Linked DNA regions of Hordeum vulgare: regions 1 and 2 are each linked to region 3. The links are chromatin contacts, called in public Hi-C maps. All regions are on one chromosome and are shown on one strand. The core of a region is the stretch at or near the end of the contact, and the rest is flanking DNA. Distances in the headings are between cores, read along the strand shown. Region 1 holds the start of LOC123411704 (peptidyl-prolyl cis-trans isomerase FKBP16-3, chloroplastic). Region 2 holds the start of LOC123410563 (PHD finger protein rhinoceros-like). Region 3 holds the start of LOC123408742 (probable RNA methyltransferase At5g51130).

Region 1 (3,061 bases), core at 446-2,945, 330 kb after region 3:
CTCCTCTTTTCGTCCCTTTCATCATCGACACCTTATCTCCCTCTCTTCACCAATGGCCAAGCACTACCCCGACGACAGAGCAGCGGCCAACGGCTTCGGCCGCCGCCACCTGCACGAGTCTGAGGCCCGCCTCCTCTACGAGGCGAACTACCCGGCGCCACCGGACATGCGGGTGTCAGGCTCGTGGAGGCTGAGCGACGACAGAGTCCTGGTGCCACCGCCGCCCTCTGGAGTTGATCGGCACGCAGAGATCGCGCGCATCTGGTCATCACCGTCGGAGAGCTCGCGGAACCTGCCGAGGTACGCCCCCGACAGCAACACGATGTGGACGATGTACTTCGAACATCGTCACGCCGACCAGCTCGCCGCCACCAACTGGGATACCCCGCGGCTGCTACAACTCCAAGGGCGCCGCCTATGGCGAGCCATCCTCGGTCGGACGTTGGAGGTCGTCCTCGAGCACATCGAGGGCGGCAACTCGCCGCGGTTCGAATACCCTCTGCCGCCCGCCTTCTCCCGCCACCGCGACAGTTCTTGGACGCTAACGCGGGTGGAGACGACGTCTTCCTCCTCGTCCGGCTCCCGCTCCCGCTCCTCCGGGTCACCGGCGCTCCTTCCCATCAAACCGGAACCACAGGAGACGCCGCTAGGGCGGCGCATGCGCAGCGGCGGCATCGTCATCAACTAGCGTGGCACCTCCTCCTGCCTCATCAAGCCAAAGACGGAGCCGACGCTCCTCCCCGTCAAGCAGGAGCACCTGGACATGGCCATCGACGACGAGGCTTTCCTTAAATGGGCGGTGAACGGTGATTTAATTGCTCTATCCAAATTTCCGACCAAAATTTGGGACAAAAATGCGTCGGGGCAGACGCGAAGCGGACGCCCCCCCTCGGTATCCGCCCCAACCACCACGGTCAACAATGACGGCCGCCCTCCTTGGGCCCACGCGTCAGCGACCGTGGTCGGCCTTTTTTTAGTCCGAGTGTGCGGTGGAGTTCGGCCATCTGTTTCCGCGCCAGCGTAGCCATGGACAACGGCGACACCATTTATCGTCTATGCCCGTGCGATGCTCCCAGAGGAGGTCGCCTACCTCCAGGTTAAGAAGGCGATGCGCCAGGCGCACGAGCACGCCCGGCTTCGCTTAGAACACCTTCGTCGTCTATCCCCACACGTTACTCCTGAAAAAGGCCGCCTACCTTCATGCTAAGATGGCACTGCGCCTGGCGAACGAGCGCGCCCGTGCTGCGCCACCGCCGACACCAGCACTGACCCCGCCGACACAGCCCGTCCCTGGTCCGGCGCAGCTCGACCTCGCCGCCAATGACGAGGACGCCTAGTGTTTTTTCCTATTCATTTATAATGTAACGGGGATCCGCGGACTCTCGTCGGCCTTCGTGTCCGGTTTAATGTTTGATTATTATTATTTTCACGCACGGATAAAAATAGATCGGACCAGCGTTGGACGTATGTGCCGATCCAAATGCGGAAACGAATGTTGGTGTCCGTCAGGCGGATCCAAACGAATAAAAAATAGATGAAATCATCGTTGGTTTGAATCGGCCGGTTGGAGCTGCTCCACGGTTACACATTGCCATGGTAAAAAAACGAGCGTTCGCGCGTCGGGGTCCTTTAACAAGGCTGAACACATCGGTCGTTGATCCCCGTCGCGTCGCATGGCCGCCGTGCCCCGTGCGTGGTGCTGCACGCGCGCAGGCGCAGCGAGTGGTGGAGGCTGGACGGATTTAATTTGCTCTATCCACTCTCTCTCGTCGGCTCGTCCGTGGTCCTCTCCCCCGCCGTCTTCCTCCTCCCCCCTCCCCCTCTACCTCTCCCTAATCCAATGGCTGCTGCCGCCTCTTCCTCGGCCTCGCCGATTCTCCTCCCGTCAGGGCCGCGTGGCGCTAGCTCGAGGGCCTGGTTTCCCAGCGGCGGCGGCAGGGCGTTCGTCAGAGGTGGCAACAGCTGGGCGCCGTGCTGCTGCAGGGCTGCCGCTGGCGGAAGCTTGCCGCAATGCGGAGGAGCTGACGACAACGGCGGCGGCGTGGTCACCCGGAGGGGCGTGGTCGGGGCGGTTGCTCTCGGGGTGTCCTCGTCCGCGTTTTGCCTGCAGGCCGCGCTCGACGCCGTCGCCGGCGGGCTGCCGCCGGAGGAGAAGCCCAAGCTCTGCGACGCCGCCTGCGAGGCAGAGCTCGAAAATGTACGTTCGCCATGACCCACTTCGTTGGAATGCAGCATTTCGTTTGCTTGATTCATGCAGTATTTCCTGCAGAATTCATGGAATCAGGCCACAAATTTTTTATTTTTTTCGCTCCTGCCTTTTCAGCTGCCTATGGTGACTACGGAATCCGGTTTGCAGTACAAGGACATCAAAGTCGGCCGAGGCCCGAGTCCGCCCATTGGCTTCCAGGTGCTCACCATTACCTCTTCTTTTTTGCCCTCTTTCCACAATTGCGTGCAAGCGCGTAAGCTTCTTCATCACTCACGAACCACCACGCGTGTAGGTTGCTGCAAACTGCATCGCCATGGTGCCAAACGGACAGATATTTGACAGGTGAGAGATCTCTCAACACATTTCATGGGTGACAGGCTCACAGTGCATTCAGCGTCTGCCTGTTCAGGACTTGCAAAATGCACATAATTGGTTTGTTGTGTTGTGCAGCTCGCTGGAGAAAGGCCAGCCCTACATATTCCGTGTTGGCGCCGGACAGGTATTTACTGCAGGATCTGATGCATTGCATGCCCCGACCTCTACATCAAGCGAGGCACACAGCCATTGCATGCCCCTCTTCAAGATGACGACTAAAATTAACCCAATACAGCTCTGAACTGATCTGAGCCTAGCAAACACTGTTTATTTTGACAGTTCTCACCTTCATCTTCAATGGATATAACCCCTGTTGCTAATAAATAGCACAACTAAATGAATTTCATGATCATCTCTGTCATCTGCAATTGTAGACCGATAACTAGCAGTTTTGCTTCATTGCTTACCCTAGAGATCAGTTATATACAGTTCGTAGCTTCAAAGTAGCAGATTTGGCATGGTGTTTTGTCCTCTCAT
Region 2 (2,832 bases), core at 326-2,825, 380 kb after region 3:
ACAGGTACTGTGACTGTCACCAAATGTCACCACCCAGCGGCCAGTAGAAAACACAGAAAGGATAGTGAAAGTACAGTAGAAAACCATGCAATGCCGTTTGCTGAACCAGGAAAGCCCAGAACCATTCAAGTTGAGGGAGAAAATGGGATGGGAAGATGAGTGTACCTACTCACCCAACATTACTAGTAGTACTCCTACTATAGTTGAAAGGAAGTAAAGCAACACATAAATGCCAGCAACTGTTGCTGCTGGAGAGAGAGAGTAGGGACGGACAGTGTTAGGGTGTTTTAAGGAAGGGGTTTGATTGATTCAGTGGCAGTGGGAAGATAAACAGGAGCACAAATGAGCAGATCCAGCAACACAGCCAAAGCAGCCCTATCTTCCATCCCAGCCCAGCCCAGAACTTCATATAAACAAACAGAGGTAAAAGGGACGGGGTGAAGCAGCGAATCTTGAGCAGAACAAGTGGTTATGTTGAGACTTGGCACTGGCAGGCACTGCTGAAGCATACGGCACATGGCAAATGTAGTTGTCTGATGCCCCAGAATCAAATCATCAATCAAATGAAATAAAGGGAGCAACGCTAACCGCTCGCCCAACCAACCTCCCGGGGAAGAACATGTTGAGGGGAGGAAGAGGAGAAAAATGCAAAGATGATACATTGACAAATCTCCCTGCTTTGGAGAAGGACTGAAGGAGGCGAGGATCAGGAAGGCAAGACATGTACAGAGTACAGACGCACGCACCTCTTGAGGCAAGCCTGGTGAGTCCCGTGAGCCACAGATGATCCTAGCTCTTCTTCCCGTGAAGTGAAGAGGAAGAGGGGAGGACGGGTGTGCGCTGCGGAGAAGACGACTGCTTCTTCTCGTGCCTTCTATGGAAGAGCGAGGGAGGCGGCTTTCGCGGCCTGCTTTGATCGGGAAAGCTCGGCTTGTCACATCCAAGAATCCCTCCCGTTGGCCCTCCGCGACGGTGCCTCTCTCTCTCTCTTCTCTCTCTCTCCAAAATGAGATGAGATGGTTTGTTTGTCAGGAGAAGAGAAGAGGGAGGGGAGAGAAGGTCTTCGAGCTGAGCGCACGCGGTCAGCGAGCAGTAGCAGCAGCAGGCACAGAGAAAGAAAGAGGGGAAGGGCAAGGCAGCACTGTTCTACTACACTGTTTTTTTTAGATCAGCAACACTGTTCTATTGTGGCGTGCAAAAGCGCTCTGTGTCTAGGGGGCCCGTATCCTTGGGCTGGGACCGGGGAGTCAGTGGGTATGGGTTTGGTTAAGGTCAGGCGTCGCTTTCCTTTCCATGGGAGCAAGGCAGAGTTCCCAGGACATGCATGGGTAAAAATCTTTTGTTACAAACATAAAAAAACAGTGAACCTTTTAAGAAAAAGGTCCCAAGTTCAGTGACATGTGTGAATTATGAGCAACGTGGCATTACAAGGAAAGCGTACAAACATGAGTTCTGGTACTAGTAGTACTATTTGTTCTCGCTTGTCACACTAGTAATATTTTTCAAAATTTCCGTCGAACAATTATTCTACTGTCACGGCTCAAAAAAATAAAATCAAGACATTTCTGAACTACTTCTTTGACAATGTAAGGCCTCCTTTGGTATATAATAGGGTAAAAAATAATAAAAATAGAAAATTCATAGTAATTGAGATGCATGTGCTATCTTAAATCCTATGAATAGGATTAGAAAAGAAGATGCCCTCTGATTTACATCAAATGGTTTATTTTCTTTAGGCTAATGTTATTTTCCTATGAAAAGTGAAGGATATAAAAAGAATCTCCATAGTAATAGGAGTCTGTTCCTACAAACCAAAAGGCTTTAAAGTATTTATTTTTCTATAGAAATCCTATCCTATATAATTCCTATAAGATTCCTTCAAACCAAAGGAGGACAAAGAGATTTTTTTGCTCGTTCTTGTTTCTTACCGAGCACAAGTGTGCTTTTCCAGCGGCAACTAAAATTTCTTTGGTCAACGACTCAACGGTAGCACCGGCTGCAGCACCCAGCTTAACAACTGTATTCATTGCCGACACTTTTGACTCTTTTTTTATTATTATTATTGAAGGAATGCACTAGTTTGACTTCAAGAAAACTACTTGTAATCGTACAACGCAGTGACCCACTGAGTGAGCCTGCTCTTCCTTATCCAAGTTACAAAAAAAGTCCCATCATTTTTAACGAATCAGGAACATTTCTGTAGATCCTGTAGAGCTGCATAATCCAAGATACTTATATGATACAGAAGACGGACATGATAGTACAGTACAGAAGACGGACAGAGTTGCCCCCATCCCATGATTCCCATGCATATGCATTTTGGTCAGCGTTGGGAATAATAATGCAGTCGCTGCCTCGATGATAGTGGTACTAACTGATGGGGATCTCGTAACCACTGTATAATATGCATACTGACGCATATGCACTGCCGGTTGGTAAACCAATTGCCAGACTATTTTTATGCATATATGTAGGTGCATCGTCCAAAACTACAGCTAAATTCCATGCACGCAAGTATGCTTGCTGGATAATAGTTCATACTTAAAACAAGTACAATAAGATACGGTCAGCAGGCTGTAAGGATTAAAATATTATGGGTTGTTTGGTTCCCGGCCTAAGGTTGTCATGCCACAATACCTTAGGCATGTGTTTGGTTCATTGCCGCACTTGTGGCTTGCCACACTTTTCTAGTTATATGGTCCACATGTCATACACTCAATTTTTTACCAAATCTTGCCACACTTGTGGTGTTCATTTTGTTAGCCACACTTTGCCTAAGGTTAGTTGTGTCAAAGTTAGTCATGAACCAAACAAGCCTTTATTTTTTTTGCT
Region 3 (2,989 bases), core at 362-2,861:
CTTTAATAATTTTTAATACATGGAATTGTATTTGAAATCATGGACATTTCTTATTGTATAAACAATTTTCTAAAATTGCAAACATTTTATTGTATATGCGAGCATTTTTTACAAAACTCCGAGTAGTTTTTGAAGTCACAAACATTTTTTTATTTAATATGTTGATTTATAATTTTCAGTTTATTAAAAATTTAAAGAATATTTAAAGTTCTAAATTATTTATAATACAAAAAATAAAACGGAACTGAAAATAAATAAGTAAATGAACTAAAAGCAGGCGCTTGTGCATGGGCCGGCCCATACGGTGTGCTGGATATTCTCCCAGCATGCAGAGCATAATATAGGAGGTTTTTACATGGGCCGGACCAGTCCAAGATTTTGTGCTTTGTGAAACGTTTTCTATTACTTACCGGTGACATAGTGGGTAATTTATGCAAACTTTAAAGGTAATTTCCATGACGGACGATCAGAAACCGTATTTGCTTTATTATTAGGGAGAGATATTGGTCTGCCGGGAGGATCTCTCGCATGGGTACAGACGTTCAGTTGAGGGTCCAACCAAGAGGAGATTATAGAGGGGAGACAGAGATAAGAGATAACATAAGTTAAACATGAAATGTCTATCTCTAACTATTTCTTAACTGAGCGATGAAACACAAGATACGCACAAGTTATGCGCATAACTGTATGATGTGTTTAACACCCTTCCTTAATCAGAATTTCACCAAGTTAAGATTACACATAAATTCTTCAAATGGTCTTGTGAACAAAGCTTTTATAAAGTCATATGGAACTTGATGTTTTGAGTGGACAAACCGGATCTCTAACTCCTTGTCGGCAACTATTTCTCTCACAAAATAATAATCAATATTGATATGCTTAGTTCTTGCATGAAATATGAGATTAGAAGATAAATATATGGCAGCAAGATTATCACATGAAAGACATGAAGTGTGTGTGTGACATATTCCAAGCTCTTTAGCATGGACTTGACCCAGACAATTTCCGCTCTTCCATTCGCCAATGCTTTGTATTCTGTCTCAGTACTTGATTTTCAAACCGTAGCCTGTTTTTTGCACATCATGATCGTAAATTAGGCTCAAAGAAAATTGCAAAATCACCTGTAGACCTTCTATCGTCTAAGCAGCCTGTCCAGTCAGAGTCAGAAAAAACACTAACAACATTGGGTGATGACTTGCTAAAATTTAGGCCTACACTTAAGATATTCTTTACATATGTCAGCATGTGTTTAGCAGAAAGTCGAATGAGCCGTAGTTGGTGCATGAAGAAAATAACAAACTTTATTTATATATTGGCTCCTAAAAATAGCCCAAATAGACCAAAAACAACCCAAAATCAGGCGGGCTGGTGGGCTAACGTGCCGGCCAGTTTACATGTTTTTTTGAAGGTTTGAGGGTTGGCCCGTTTACACGTTGTGCCGTATTTGGGCCAGGTAGTGGACACGAGTGCCAGCCCTACACGGCCCTTATATTAGGCGTGCCTGGGTGGGCCGTGCAGTGCCTGGCCCGTTTAGGCCAGGCCGTGCCGTACCGACCCATCCGGCCAGGTCTGTTCGCCGGGTCCTTCCTCCTTTTTTCTTTTTGCGCTGGCCTCTTCCTGTTCCCTGCTCAAGTCGGCGCCGCAAAAGCCTCGCGCCTCGAAGGGTTTCTTCTCCTCCGCCTCGCCGTCCGCGCGCTGTTCCCCACTACCGTCCGCGGGAAGCGAAACAACGCGGCGGCGAAGAGAGCCACCCCTCCTCAGAGGATGGTCACCACAGCTGCGCCGGAGGGCGTCGCGCAGCCACCTTCCGCGGTCAACGGGCCCAAAGGCGAGGCGGAGAGGAAACAGAGCGACGCACAGGAAAGAGGAGGTAACGGCTGCGGTGGCAGCGGCGGCGGCGGCGGTGCAGGTGGTGGGGGTGGACGTAGAGGGAAGAAGCGGAAGAACAAGGGAGGTGCTTTCATCTACGGAAACTACAGGAACTACTACGGCTACCGAGTGAGTTGAACCGCGCTTCTCCCCTCCACTCGGTGGCCTCTCTAACAAACGGTGAATCTTCAATGTGTTGTGCATGCCGTGGAGTTATCTGGTGAAATGATTTGCTGGAGATTGCTATGTTCCTGGGACTGGGATGGTTTATACGGACTAGGACTCTTTGTTGAAAGCGCTGGAGCTTTTGCTTAGGACGCGCCCAAGCTGTTTGATGAAATGCGCAGATAGGTTTCGGCATTGATCTGTGTCTCAGAGCTTGCAGAACTTGAGTTTTGGAACGAGACCACTGCTTTGAGCCTTTAACCCCATATTGGACATGCAGTATAATTTCTGATTAGTAAATGCCCCAAGGTGTTACTGTAATGGCAATTGGCAGAGAAGAAGTAAGCAAGCACGGACCCTAGTTGCACGTACTTGTTTTCACAGATCTACTTATGCTAAATTCACCTGCTCAAAGGAGGCAGATAGACGGATAGAGGGTCTTTTCATTAGATTGGACATTTAATTGTTCTATATGCTGCACATGATAGTTCACTTAATACGACAAAAAGGCAGTCAATGGCCGGATCAACAAATCTTAGCTGATAACTTCAATCTCTTGATGCTCAACAGATTGATCGTAATGTTGGTGAGGATCCCCGTCTTGAGATATTCAAGAAGGAGTGGTTTGCAGGCAAGGATTGTCTTGATATTGGATGCAACCAAGGTTTGGTCACAATCGGTCTAGGTAATGTTCTGGGGATAATAATTTTGTTCTGTTTTGTTTGGTTAATGATCTTCCGGTCTTATTGCCATGTCTTTCAACTTCAATGTTATAGCTTCTGTTCTTGAATTACCAGACTTCTGTTACTGTGCAGTTACATTGTTTTAGTTTCTATTTTGAATATGAAAGTCTTATCCATATTAACAAAAACATTGTTTAGCTAATTATTGTAATTCTTTGATTTATTCATATGGTTACAGTAGGATAATTTTAGTCGAGTATGTGTCATCTATT

Evidence for each region. Hi-C and Micro-C count contacts between places; a contact is called where the count stands out from the background.
Region 1: a contact with region 3 is called in a Hi-C map of seedling, with 4 times the contacts expected there. The contact joins the promoter of LOC123411704 here to the promoter of LOC123408742 in region 3. A contact is called at or near these places in 2 of 6 Hi-C or Micro-C datasets (leaf and seedling) and 1 of 1 datasets of contacts at active chromatin or transcription factors (embryo).
Region 2: a Hi-C map of seedling shows a contact between it and region 3, with 3 times the contacts expected there. The contact joins the promoter of LOC123410563 here to the promoter of LOC123408742 in region 3. A contact is called at or near these places in 2 of 6 Hi-C or Micro-C datasets (leaf and seedling).

What each region holds. Positions count from the first base shown.
Region 1 is chr7H:222,248,135-222,251,195 of MorexV3_pseudomolecules_assembly, forward strand. It overlaps LOC123411704 (peptidyl-prolyl cis-trans isomerase FKBP16-3, chloroplastic), which reads left to right and starts at 1,696. Exons shown (of 6, transcript XM_045104668.1): 1 at 1,696-2,197; 2 at 2,324-2,407; 3 at 2,502-2,551; 4 at 2,660-2,708. The coding sequence starts at 1,841.
Region 2 is chr7H:222,299,977-222,302,808 of MorexV3_pseudomolecules_assembly, forward strand. It overlaps LOC123410563 (PHD finger protein rhinoceros-like), which reads right to left and starts at 1,576. Exons shown (of 6, transcript XM_045103507.1): 1 at 747-1,576.
Region 3 is chr7H:221,921,836-221,924,824 of MorexV3_pseudomolecules_assembly, forward strand. It overlaps LOC123408742 (probable RNA methyltransferase At5g51130), which reads left to right and starts at 1,612. Exons shown (of 8, transcript XM_045101789.1): 1 at 1,612-1,998; 2 at 2,605-2,719. The coding sequence starts at 1,765.